Regions from separate parts of the Mus musculus genome. Here region 1 is linked to region 2. A link is a contact called in public HiChIP or PLAC-seq data. All regions are on one chromosome and are shown on one strand. The core of a region is the stretch at or near the end of the contact, and the rest is flanking DNA. Distances in the headings are between cores, read along the strand shown. Region 1 has its middle 23 kb from the start of Ube2q2. Region 2 has its middle 37 kb from the start of Crabp1.

Region 1 (5,321 bases), core at 1,439-3,938, 320 kb after region 2:
AGAGGGGAGGCGGACCCACAGAGTCCATTGATACATTAGTATTCTGTCCAACCATTATAAGCTATAACTTTCTATAAGGAGGAAACGTCTTACAGGTGCCAGAAAGCTCACTGAAACTGACACAGGGGAATGTCCCTGGCTCAGGTTCTATCTGAACACTGAAAGCAGTGGACTCAAGGGGACTGGTACTTAGAAGAAGGGGGACATGCTGGCTCTCATATGACCTTGGATGAGTCAGCCTCATAAAGGACAGGGAATAACCAAACTTTTGCTTCTTTGCCTGGTTGCCCTTGATCTTGCTGGCAAGTTCATCTATCCTGCTGCTGAGCCATTCCTTCCTGGTTTTAGAACCTATTTCTTTGGGATTCAAATGAATACTGAAGACCAGCTGAGACATCCAGCCTCATGGACTGAACAACTGCTGTGTTCTTGGCCTTTCTGTCAGGACACAGTATTGTTGGATTAGTCAGACCACAGCCTGTAAGCCACTCTAATAAATCCCCTTTTGATAATATATATATACACACATATACATTCATATACATATACCACCTATATTGTTGGGTCTGAAACTCCGAAACAACCCAAACAGGCACAAGAGTCCAGCAAAGCAAGATCTTTATTTGAATTAGGCAGCAAAAACTGACCAGTCAGGGGCAACAGCACAGACTCGGGAGCTAACTGTGTTGCACACATTCATCTTAGTATTTAAGCAGATAACAAAAATATCTTGTACTCAGGCACCTACTGATTGATCAGGGCTGCAGAACCGACTTGGGAGCTGGACTGTGACCCCCTGAGCCACGTTGTTATAGAGTTTGTAAGCTTGAACCCCACAAACATCTGTACCATGCTATAGTTACAATTTTTCATCAGTCAGAATAATTTGTTCTTTAGTGGTTAGGAACAACCATTACGTTTTTGGGGAACAAAAGAATAAGGAGAAAATTGGATAGCCATATGGAAAGGTCCCCTAGAGTCTAGGAACTTGAACTTAATTTTATCTTATCAATTTAGTATGATAAAATATTTAATATGATCAAATTGAGTCTGAAAACAAAATGGCAGTACTTAGGACAAGTCTCATTTGTTTGATATATATATCAGTCTGTTCTTTCAAGCAGTGGTTTTTATCTTAACACTATGACCCTTTAATACATTTCCTCATTCTATGATGACCCCAACCATAAATTATTTTGCTGCTACTTCATAACTGTAATTTTGCTACTGTTGTGAATCATAAATATCTGATATGCAGGATATCTAGTATGCGACCCCCATGGTGGTCAGGACCCACAGGTTGAGAACTACTGCTCTAGAGACTCCTGACTGAAGCATAGAGGGTGCAAATAAGGTTTATCTTGTGCTCTGATAGAATGGCTGCATAGAGAACTATGTAAGAAAGGATTCTAAAATAGACCAGGCTTACTGGTGCACTATTCTGTGATTGATTAGCAATGCCTACCATGGGCATAGGCTTGGAGACAGGAGTATGCACCAAACATCTGCCAGCTCTAGAAAAAAATGCCAGTCCCCACTTCTCCAGAGCTGGTATGCATCACTTTGACTAGCTTTTTTTGTGGCTGCTGAGGTCCCAAACTCAGGTCTTCGTGTTTGTGTGGTACTTTACCAGCAGAGCCAACTCCTTCCCAAACTAGTGAGCAAATTTTGTTTGTGTCTTCTAAGTGCCAGAAATCTCACTGAACTTGCAACAGGAGTTTTCCTGGCTCAGGTTCTATGCACAGCTGTTCTTGGAAGGGCTGTGTATTTGTTTGCTTGGTACCGAGAATTGAACAAGTGTGTACTCTGCCACCAAGCCATAGCTGCAGCCCCAGGAGGGTTCTTTAAATTGGAGCTTTAGGAAAGTAACAGGAGGAAACAGTTATTACAGATGATGTTTTCAGCTTTACTGAAAATTCTAAAATAGTTCATAATTTCTGGCAGAGATCTTTGAAAGCAGATATTTTTTTCCCACTTTACTAACAGAGAACTGGATTTGAGTAGTGACCTGGTTCATGATGGAACCTCATTATTGATACATATAGACACATTTTAATATATTCTGCGGTGGTTTGTGTGAGAATGGCCACCATAGGCTCATATGTGTGAATATTTCCCAAAGGTCCATTATGTTAAAGACCTGGTCCCTCGTCTACAGTGTTTTGGGGAGACATAAAACTCTAAGATGGGGGTGGGTAGTGGAAGGAAGTTTCGTCAATGCAGATATGTCCTTGAAGGAGATATGTGGTTTGTCCTCCCTGTCTCTTTTGCTTCCTGACTACCATGAGGTTTCCCGACTGAAACCTACAAAGCTCTGAGCCAGGATGAACTTCCTGTTTTTTTAAGGTGATCATCTCCGGGATTTTACTATAACTTGACAAGCTGGGATGGGAAGATGACTCAGCAAAGCGCCTGCCAGTCCGGCATTAGGGCCTGACTTTGGAGACTCCGGGACATGTATGGCAGCTCATGCCTGTAACCTCAGCCTTGAGGTAGGGTGAGGGCGAAGAGTGACAGACTTCCTCAAGCTCATTGGTCAGCCAACCTAGCCAAATGGATGGGTGTCAGGTCCCATGAGTGAGTCTGTCTCAAAAACTAAAGGTAGAGAATGCTATAGGAAAACACCTCGCACTGGCCTTGGGCCTCCACATGTGTGTGGACATGCAGTCATCCCTTCCTCACCATGCACACAAATAAATACAGGGGAAAAAATGGAAGGCTGACCATCATACCACTACGACCATTTTCAAGTGTGCAGTTCAATGGTATAAAATACACTAAAAGTGCTAAGCAAACAGTTTCTAGAATCATCTTCACCATGCAAAACTAAAACTACCTACTAAATAACTCCTGAGCCCTCTTCCCTGACCTGCCAGACACTCTGTTTTTCTGTGTTTGACTAAACATCTCAGATAAGGTGAGTCAGACAGGATGTGGTTTTTTGTGAGTATACTTACTTAGTGTGGTATCCTCAAGGTCTGTCCCTGTTGTAGTATGTCACAATCCTTTCCCCTTTTATGGACAAATAACATCCCATTGTATGAATGAATGCCTTTGTTTCTTCATCCATCGTGGGTACCCAGATTGCTTCCATCTTTTGAGCATATTTTTAAAAGATTTATTTATTTATTTACTTATTTATTTATTTATTTATATGTAAGTACTCTCCAGAAGAGCACATTAGATCTCATTACAGATGGTTGTGAGCCACCATGTGGGTACTGGAAATTGAACTCAGAACTTTTGGAAGAGCAGTCTAACCACTGAGCCATCTCTCCAGCCCCTTTTGGGCATTTTGAATAGGCCTTTTACATCAAGAGAAATTATAAGCATTAATGTGGAACTACAAGGCGCTCTGCTGTGAGGGTGGGTGTGCCACGCTCCCTCTGCCAGTCCCTTGTGGTACAGTTTTGTTTGTTTCATCTTTGTATAACCCCACAGTATAGCCATGCAGCCCATCTCCCCAGCTGTTTCCTGGGCTTTATAAAGAATGTGGTCCTTTCCTTCCTTGGGGAGTTTGCCTTTTTCACCTACTGCCATTGCTAAGGTTTATATTTCCCACTATATTTCATTATATTTTCATTGCTGTGTGACACATCAGAGTGCACAGAGCCCAAGGCCGCTCACACTGACATTTGGGTATGAGTTGGTGTAGCCACTTTGGAAAGCAGCTTGCCACTACTTCAAGAGGTCAATATTCCTGTACTTTGTACCCTGGCAGTGTCTCTCTTAATGGAGAAGCTCCTGCCTGTGTAAAACCTGAGATGTGTTTGCAGAATGCCACCAGCAGTTCTGATGGCAGCATCAAAATCACCAAGCAAGAGCAACTGACTGGGTGGTCGTGCAACAGAAAGGCTTTCATCCCTGTGGTGGTTTGCATATGCTCGGCCCAGGAGTGGCACTATCAGAAAGTGTGGCCTTTTTAGAGTAGGTGTGTCACTGTGGGTGAGGGCTTTAAGACCCTCATTCTAGCTGCTTGAAGCCAGCATTCTGCTAGCAACCTTCAGATGAAGATGTAAAACTCTCAGTTCCTCCTGCACCATACCTGCCTGGATGCTGCCATGTTCCCACCTTGATGATAATGGATGGGACCTGGGAACCTGTAAGTCAGCCCCAATTAAATGTCCTTTATAAGATTTGACTTGGATGTAATTCACAGACCATATGAAGCTCAAGAAGAAGGAAGACCAAAGTGTGGATGCTTCAGTACTTCTTAGAAGGGGGAACAAAATATTCACCGGAGGAAATACAGAGACAAAGTGTGGAGCAGAGACTGAAAGAAAGGCCATCTAGAGACTGCCCCACCTGGGGATCCAGCCCATATACAGTTGCCAATCCCAGACACTATTGTGGATTCCTGGAAGTGCTTGCTGACAGAAGCCTGATATGGCTGTCTCCTGAGAGGCTCTGCTAGAGCCTAACAAATACAGAAGCAGATGCTCACAGCCAACCATTAGACTGAGTGCGGGGTTCCTGATGGAGGAGTCAGAGAAGGGACTGAAGGAAAGGAGGGGGTTTGCTGCCCTGTGAGGGGAGCAATAGCATCAACCAGCCAACCCTCCCATCCACCCCACCCCCCAGAGCTCCCGGGGACTGGACCACTCCGGCCATACATGTGGCAGAGGATGGCCTAGTTGGACATCAGTGGGGAGGAGAGGCCCTTGGTCCTGTGAATGCTGGATCCTCCAGTGTAGGGGATGCCAGAGCAGGAAAGGGGGAATGGGTAGGTGAGGGAGCACCCTAATAGAGGCAAGAAGAGGGGGGAGTGGTAGGGGGATTTTGGAGGGGAAACCTGGAAAGGGGATAACAGAAAATATCCAATAAATTAAAAAAAAAAAAAAGACTTGACTTGGTCATAGTGTCTGTTCGCAGCAGTAAAACCCTGACTAAGACAATCCTGTTGCCTTTCCTTCAGTCATGCAATGCCAGCATTATTCCTGTAATTAACTTGAGAGCAGATGTCTTGTAGCCATTGATACTTTGGTGACAGTCCTACTTAGCTACAGGACAATTGTTACAGACCCAAACAGGGACAGGGAAGATGAGCCTCCCCAGGGCCCACTGAGCAAGCAGCCAGGTCATGGGGAGGGGCCACAGAGATCGAGAGAAATGTGTACCTGTGGGAAATAGACACGTTGCAAGTCAGTCTTCACAAATACTTCAGTCACTCAGGTGAGTCCAAGTGGCACTTGTCACCTCAAAATGCTGTGAAGTCTATTGGGGTAACCGTTTACGCAGCACCCAGTGTACCTGACAGTGTGCTGTCATATTGATTTTGTTATGTCCTCATCGCTGTGCAAGAGTTCATGACAGTGCACCGC
Region 2 (5,257 bases), core at 2,738-5,237:
CAAGGAGGACTGCTGCTGTTGTGCAAATAGATTGGACAGACACAACCCGATCCAAAAATCATCGTTGGATAAGCCAGTGACTTGGGGGAACATGGAAGGTAACAGGGTTTGACTGGTGGTGTTTTTAACTCATGGCTGTCTTGGCTGTGTCCCTTTCTGGGACAATTTGCTGCCCCCTCTCTGCTTCTTGGATTGTACTTTAATTTATTTGTCAAGGTGATGTCTTCCAGGTTCAATAGTTCGAGCATAATGCTTCTGGCTTTCAGTGTCTCCATTGGAAGCTCCTGAATGAAGCCCCTGGACCAGGCTATGGAGAGCCACCCAAACTTTCCCTAATATGCGGCTCTCTTCTCTTGGAACATCACAGATGCCCTGCCAGAATGATAAAAGACAGCGCCCACAAATCACACCTGCCCACCTCAAAGAAACCACTGAAGAAGAAACCTTCACCTAATGTCTCCGACTGAGTTTGTTTCTTTGTCAGTAGTGACTGTGGGACAGAGGCCAGAAACAGAGAGAGTCAGTTTCAGGGAATTTACACAGTACAAGTCTTGTCCGGGAAGCATCCCTGATAATACTGCAAAACACAACAACTCATGTTTAGCCAAACCATACTGGAGGGATAGCATGACTGAGCATAACCGCTCAAAATCAAACACGACTGAGTATCAAAACTGTCACCCTGTCAACCAAGACCCCAACATCAATAAGTCAGGACTGCCCTCATTTGCACAGTAGGAATTGCATGTCAGGAACCTCAGGAAAAGCCACCATAGCCCATCTACTTCTGTACCTTTATTCCTGCCTTGGTCCCCCACACTGTTACAATGTATAAAATAAACTCAGCTTTTTCTTCTCTGGCCTGACTAGGGTGAATTCACTCACCACCTGCCAATCCCGCACTGCAGGAGGGGCATGCCACACTAACTTATCTCCCTACAGGGAGACATAAAATTTGCCTGTCCATAAAGCATTTTATTATTCAGTCTGAACACTGTGTTTCATCGCCGTGTAGCATGTGTCTCGTTATACCAGACACTAACATGTATCTGAAAATGAAATTCTGGAAGGTTACCCTGGCTTGTGGAATGCCTGCAGTGTGGTCTTGGAATGGTGGATATCCGAGCCCTAGCTCTGCATTCATGGAGCCCTTAGTGGGAAGAGGGGGCTTGTGCACTGTGGTAGAGGTGGTGTCGATGGTCCTCACTGTGCTAGCTGTTTCTCTGTGTTGTAGGCTGGAGAGGAAAACCCTGAAGTCAAGGTCAAGGGCAGAGTTGAAAACCCTCAGTGAGCAGAAAGAGAATTCTGTGCTAAATGAGTAGAGACCTCGAGTGTTCTTCTCCCCGCCCACTGGCCTCTCTTCTCTTCTCTTTTTAAAATTCCCCACAGCTTTGTTCCTGGCTTTTCTCCGGGAACTGCTTCTCATATGTGAGCATGCCTGAAGATCACCTGGGGATCTTGTTAAAATGAATCTGATTCCATGGGCCTGGACTGAAGCACCATCCTAGCAAGCAGCTGGCTGATGCTGGCGCTGGCTGCTGGTGGACCACACTCAAATGGCTGCTGGTGGACCACACTCAAATGGCTGCTGGTGGATCACACTCAGAATACCATGAGGCTAGAAACACATCATCAAGTATGGTAGCCACCAAGTGTATGTAACTGAAGTCCAGGGAAATTGCAAATGCAATTCATTTCTCACTGGCACTAGCCACATGTTGAGTGCTCCACAGCCCTACGTGGCTATGGAGAGGCTAATGCTGCTCCCTCCACAGAACGGCGAGGTTGTTGGAACTACAGCCCTAAGGTGATGTGTTAACTATCCCTGTCATGGGGCTGTGTCTCAGAATAGGCAAAACTCAAAAGTGAGAATGTGGCTCAGTTGGTAGAGTGCTTGCCTAGCATGCAAAAAGTCCTGGGTTTGATTCCCAGGACCAAATAAACAAAGCATGCTGCCACACAGTGACCCCAGCACTTGGAAAGTGGAGGCAAGAGGATCGTCTTCAACTACATAGTTTAAGGCCAGCTTGGGTTTCAGAAGACTCTGTCTCAATCTCCCCTCCCTGAAAACAAAACAAAACAAAACAAAACAAAACAAAACAAAACAAAACAGGCAAAATGCCATGCCATAGTAACACACAGGTGCAAGATGGCATCAGGTGCACAGGAAGTACTCAATCTAAAGCCGTTTTCTATCTCCTTATTCACATCCATTGGTCAGAAACTTGGTGAGCAACTGTCACAGCAGAGTCATTCTGCAAGTCGGGGGATGATGGGAGCAGGGAAACTGCCGGAGAACTAAGTCAGTTCTTCACAGATTGGAGCAATCAAGAAGTGCAGCCCAGCTCCCTCCTCTTATTAAACCCATCCGAGGCCCTGCAATTGCTGCACCGACTCAGCAAAAAGTTCTCCAGCTGGGGAAGGAGGGGGGGCGGGAGAGACATTTTCCAAGAATGCCTTTCATGTGGACTCAGAGCTGCCATTTTCCCAGCAATTCTGTGAACCAGGACCTGGGGGCAATTTCCCCAAGCACAGTTGCTGTGCACGTGGCTGGCTTTAGAGAGCACATAACGGAGAGGCAGGGGCATAACTGTAACCAACGGGGACAGGCCCAGGCAAGCCTCCCTCTTCCGTTCCTGGCCCAACAGGGTGGGACTAGCCCCAAGGATTAGAGCAGCTGCTGTCAGGTGGATAGCTGCTGGCCCCAAGTGAAGCAGCAAGAAGCTGCCACCGGGACTGACTCCAGGTAAGGGCTCTACTGATTCACGTGGGAACAGCAAGCCTCTGGCCTCACTGACATACAGAGATGACCCTGTCTCTCACACTGAGTCAGCACGAACTCCAGCCAATCCCTGGATCCACAGCTGTAATTCAGATGGAAAGAACACTGAGATACGAGACTTGGAGGAGCCGAAGTCAAAGTCTCCCTCTGGTCCCAAAGTCTCCCACCTTGAGCTCGGTCTCCTGGCCACTTTAGGGTCTCAGTTTACTTTTATGTAATAAGAGAGATTCTCTCTCTCTCTCTCTCTCTCTCTCTCTCTCTCTCTGTGTGTGTGTGTGTGTGTGTGTGTGTACCTGGTGTTCAATAAATGTTGATGTAACCCTTCCATATTTTCAAGATACCAGTGGTCATATGTTGACCTAGTTCTTGTCCTTACTAAGCAGACTGTGTGGACAGGAAGACAGATACTAGTCAGTGAATCACATGAGACAGTGCACAGTGACAACAGCAGGTTCAACAGCAGGACATAGTGAAAATTTGCAGCAGAGGACCTGACTTCCCTGAACATAGCATGTCTAAGTTGAGCACTCAGAAGTAATGGGGTGCATTAGGCAGATAGAAGAGGGGCAACAATCTAGGCTCTAGAAACAGCACATGCAGAGGCTCTGAGGCAAGAGAGTATTCAGCAGCCAGGGCCAGAAAGGGGGGTCAGTCTAAATGATGGAATTAGGTGGCCTGTGGTGAGAAGAGAGCCTAGAAAGGGGTGAAGCTAAAACTGTGTGCTGGATGATAAATGCCAAGCCAATTATATATGCTTCCAACCTCAAGGAGCTTATGATTCACCCAACGGGATAACTATTGAGTTTCTTGTCAATATTCTTGGGTGTGTCAGGTCTATTATTGCATCTTGGGCCATGGCCTATAAGAAATTAAGGCAGTGTCTAACTTATCCAGTTGGAATTTCTACAAACCACCAACCTCTCAATGTATACACAGTCCAGCTGCGAGGAATGGAGAGCAGCCGAGAACCAGCTTCCAGAAAGTTTAAGGATGCCCAGGGGAGAATGAGCCCAATCTGCCTTTTTCCTGCCACATCTCTGTGAATCACATCCATTTGCTGCTGACTGCACAAATGGTTTGCATTAGGGGGACCATGGTCTTGTCTTTTCTGCTTTTATTCTTTCCAGATGAGGCTAGACTGGCAGGCCTAGCAGGATGGAGGAGTGGGGTGATTGATCGGCAGCCAATCCAAGGAGCCTTGGAGGGGTCAGAGGGGAGTGTCCAGCCTCAGGCTAAGGGAGGTGGAACCCCCTTTTAGCCATTCCTGCACATCTTTGTTCTGTCTGGGTGTGGCAGTTTGGTGACCTCACAGTAGTGACTAAAGAGGGAACAATGGCACTAATTCTTTAGTATTGAGCAATCATCCTGTTGGGAGAATCTAAGTCTACACACTTGTCAATAATCCTAAATGGACTCAGTTTCGGGGGGGAGGGGTGTCCCCATTCTGGGAGGTGGGAGGAATGTGATATTGGTTAATCTGATGTCTTCCTGAATTGTGCTGAACTCCTGGAAGGGCTGTGAAGGAAATGGGCATGGGGTGACTGCATACCCAGCCGTGCTTCTCACTAGGCCTGGGAGATGGCCCAGTGAGTAAGAGCACTTACTATATAAGTAAGTGCCTGAATCCCCAGAAAAAAAAAAACCTAAAAAGCCAGGATGTGGCTGCACATGCCTGTGGCCCCAGCACTGCAAAGGGCAGAGCCAGAGACATCTGCAACTTGCTGCCTGCCAACAGAGCTAATCAGCCAGTTCTGGGTTCAGTGAGAGACCCAGTCTCGAGGGAATAAAGTAGAGAGTGATAGAGAAGGACACCTGATGTCCTCCACTAGCCAACACACATACACAGACACCCATGCGCGCACACACATTCACACACAAACAAACACACTCTCACATACATATACACACACACACACATTCACACACATATCACACACACATTCTCTCACACATACACATTCACACACAAACACACTCTCACATACATACATACACATACATGCACACACTCTCTCACAAACATATCACACACACATTCTCTCTCACACACACACTCATATACATTCACACACACACACACACATGAAGCAGTGTTATATACCATAAAGATTCTCTCCTCCACCCAGCAGCAGCACAGGTCCTTTCCGCAAACCAGTGACTTGTCTTTCTGAGGCCCCAGGACACAGGGGCCACACCATGTCATTCTTGATCACATAGGACACAAAGGTGGCACTATCAAGCTGTACCAAAGGAGCTTGGATAAGGCTTGGCTGACCTCCTGCCACTGGCCTGGACTTCATAGCTCCCAGTCTCCTTTCCTACCTCCCAGCCAATAACTTTTCTCTCCGAGGAACTGAGAGCCCACTCCCACTCACCCTCACCTCAACCAGTGCACCCAAGACTCCAGGGGCTTTGCTGTGCCATTCCTCCACTCAAGCTGTAAGGGGATAATCTTTGGGCTGGTAGACTCAGGGG

The links. HiChIP or PLAC-seq counts read pairs in DNA pulled down with a chosen protein or histone mark.
Region 1: a FOXA1 HiChIP or PLAC-seq map of pancreatic cancer cells shows a contact between it and region 2. The contact joins two enhancer-like sites.

What each region holds. Positions count from the first base shown.
Region 1 is chr9:55,123,538-55,128,858 of GRCm38.p6, forward strand. No RefSeq gene overlaps it. Among named protein-coding and RNA genes, the nearest start is that of Ube2q2, 23 kb to the right of the region's middle. Within about 2 kb of position 2,689, at least 57 of the 459 cell types and tissues checked have an H3K27ac peak or open chromatin away from gene starts, as enhancers often do. A contact at or near this core is called in pancreatic cancer cells, where this site is marked.
Region 2 is chr9:54,799,099-54,804,355 of GRCm38.p6, forward strand. No RefSeq gene overlaps it. Among named protein-coding and RNA genes, the nearest start is that of Crabp1, 37 kb to the left of the region's middle. Within about 2 kb of position 3,988, at least 106 of the 459 cell types and tissues checked have an H3K27ac peak or open chromatin away from gene starts, as enhancers often do. A contact at or near this core is called in pancreatic cancer cells, where this site is marked.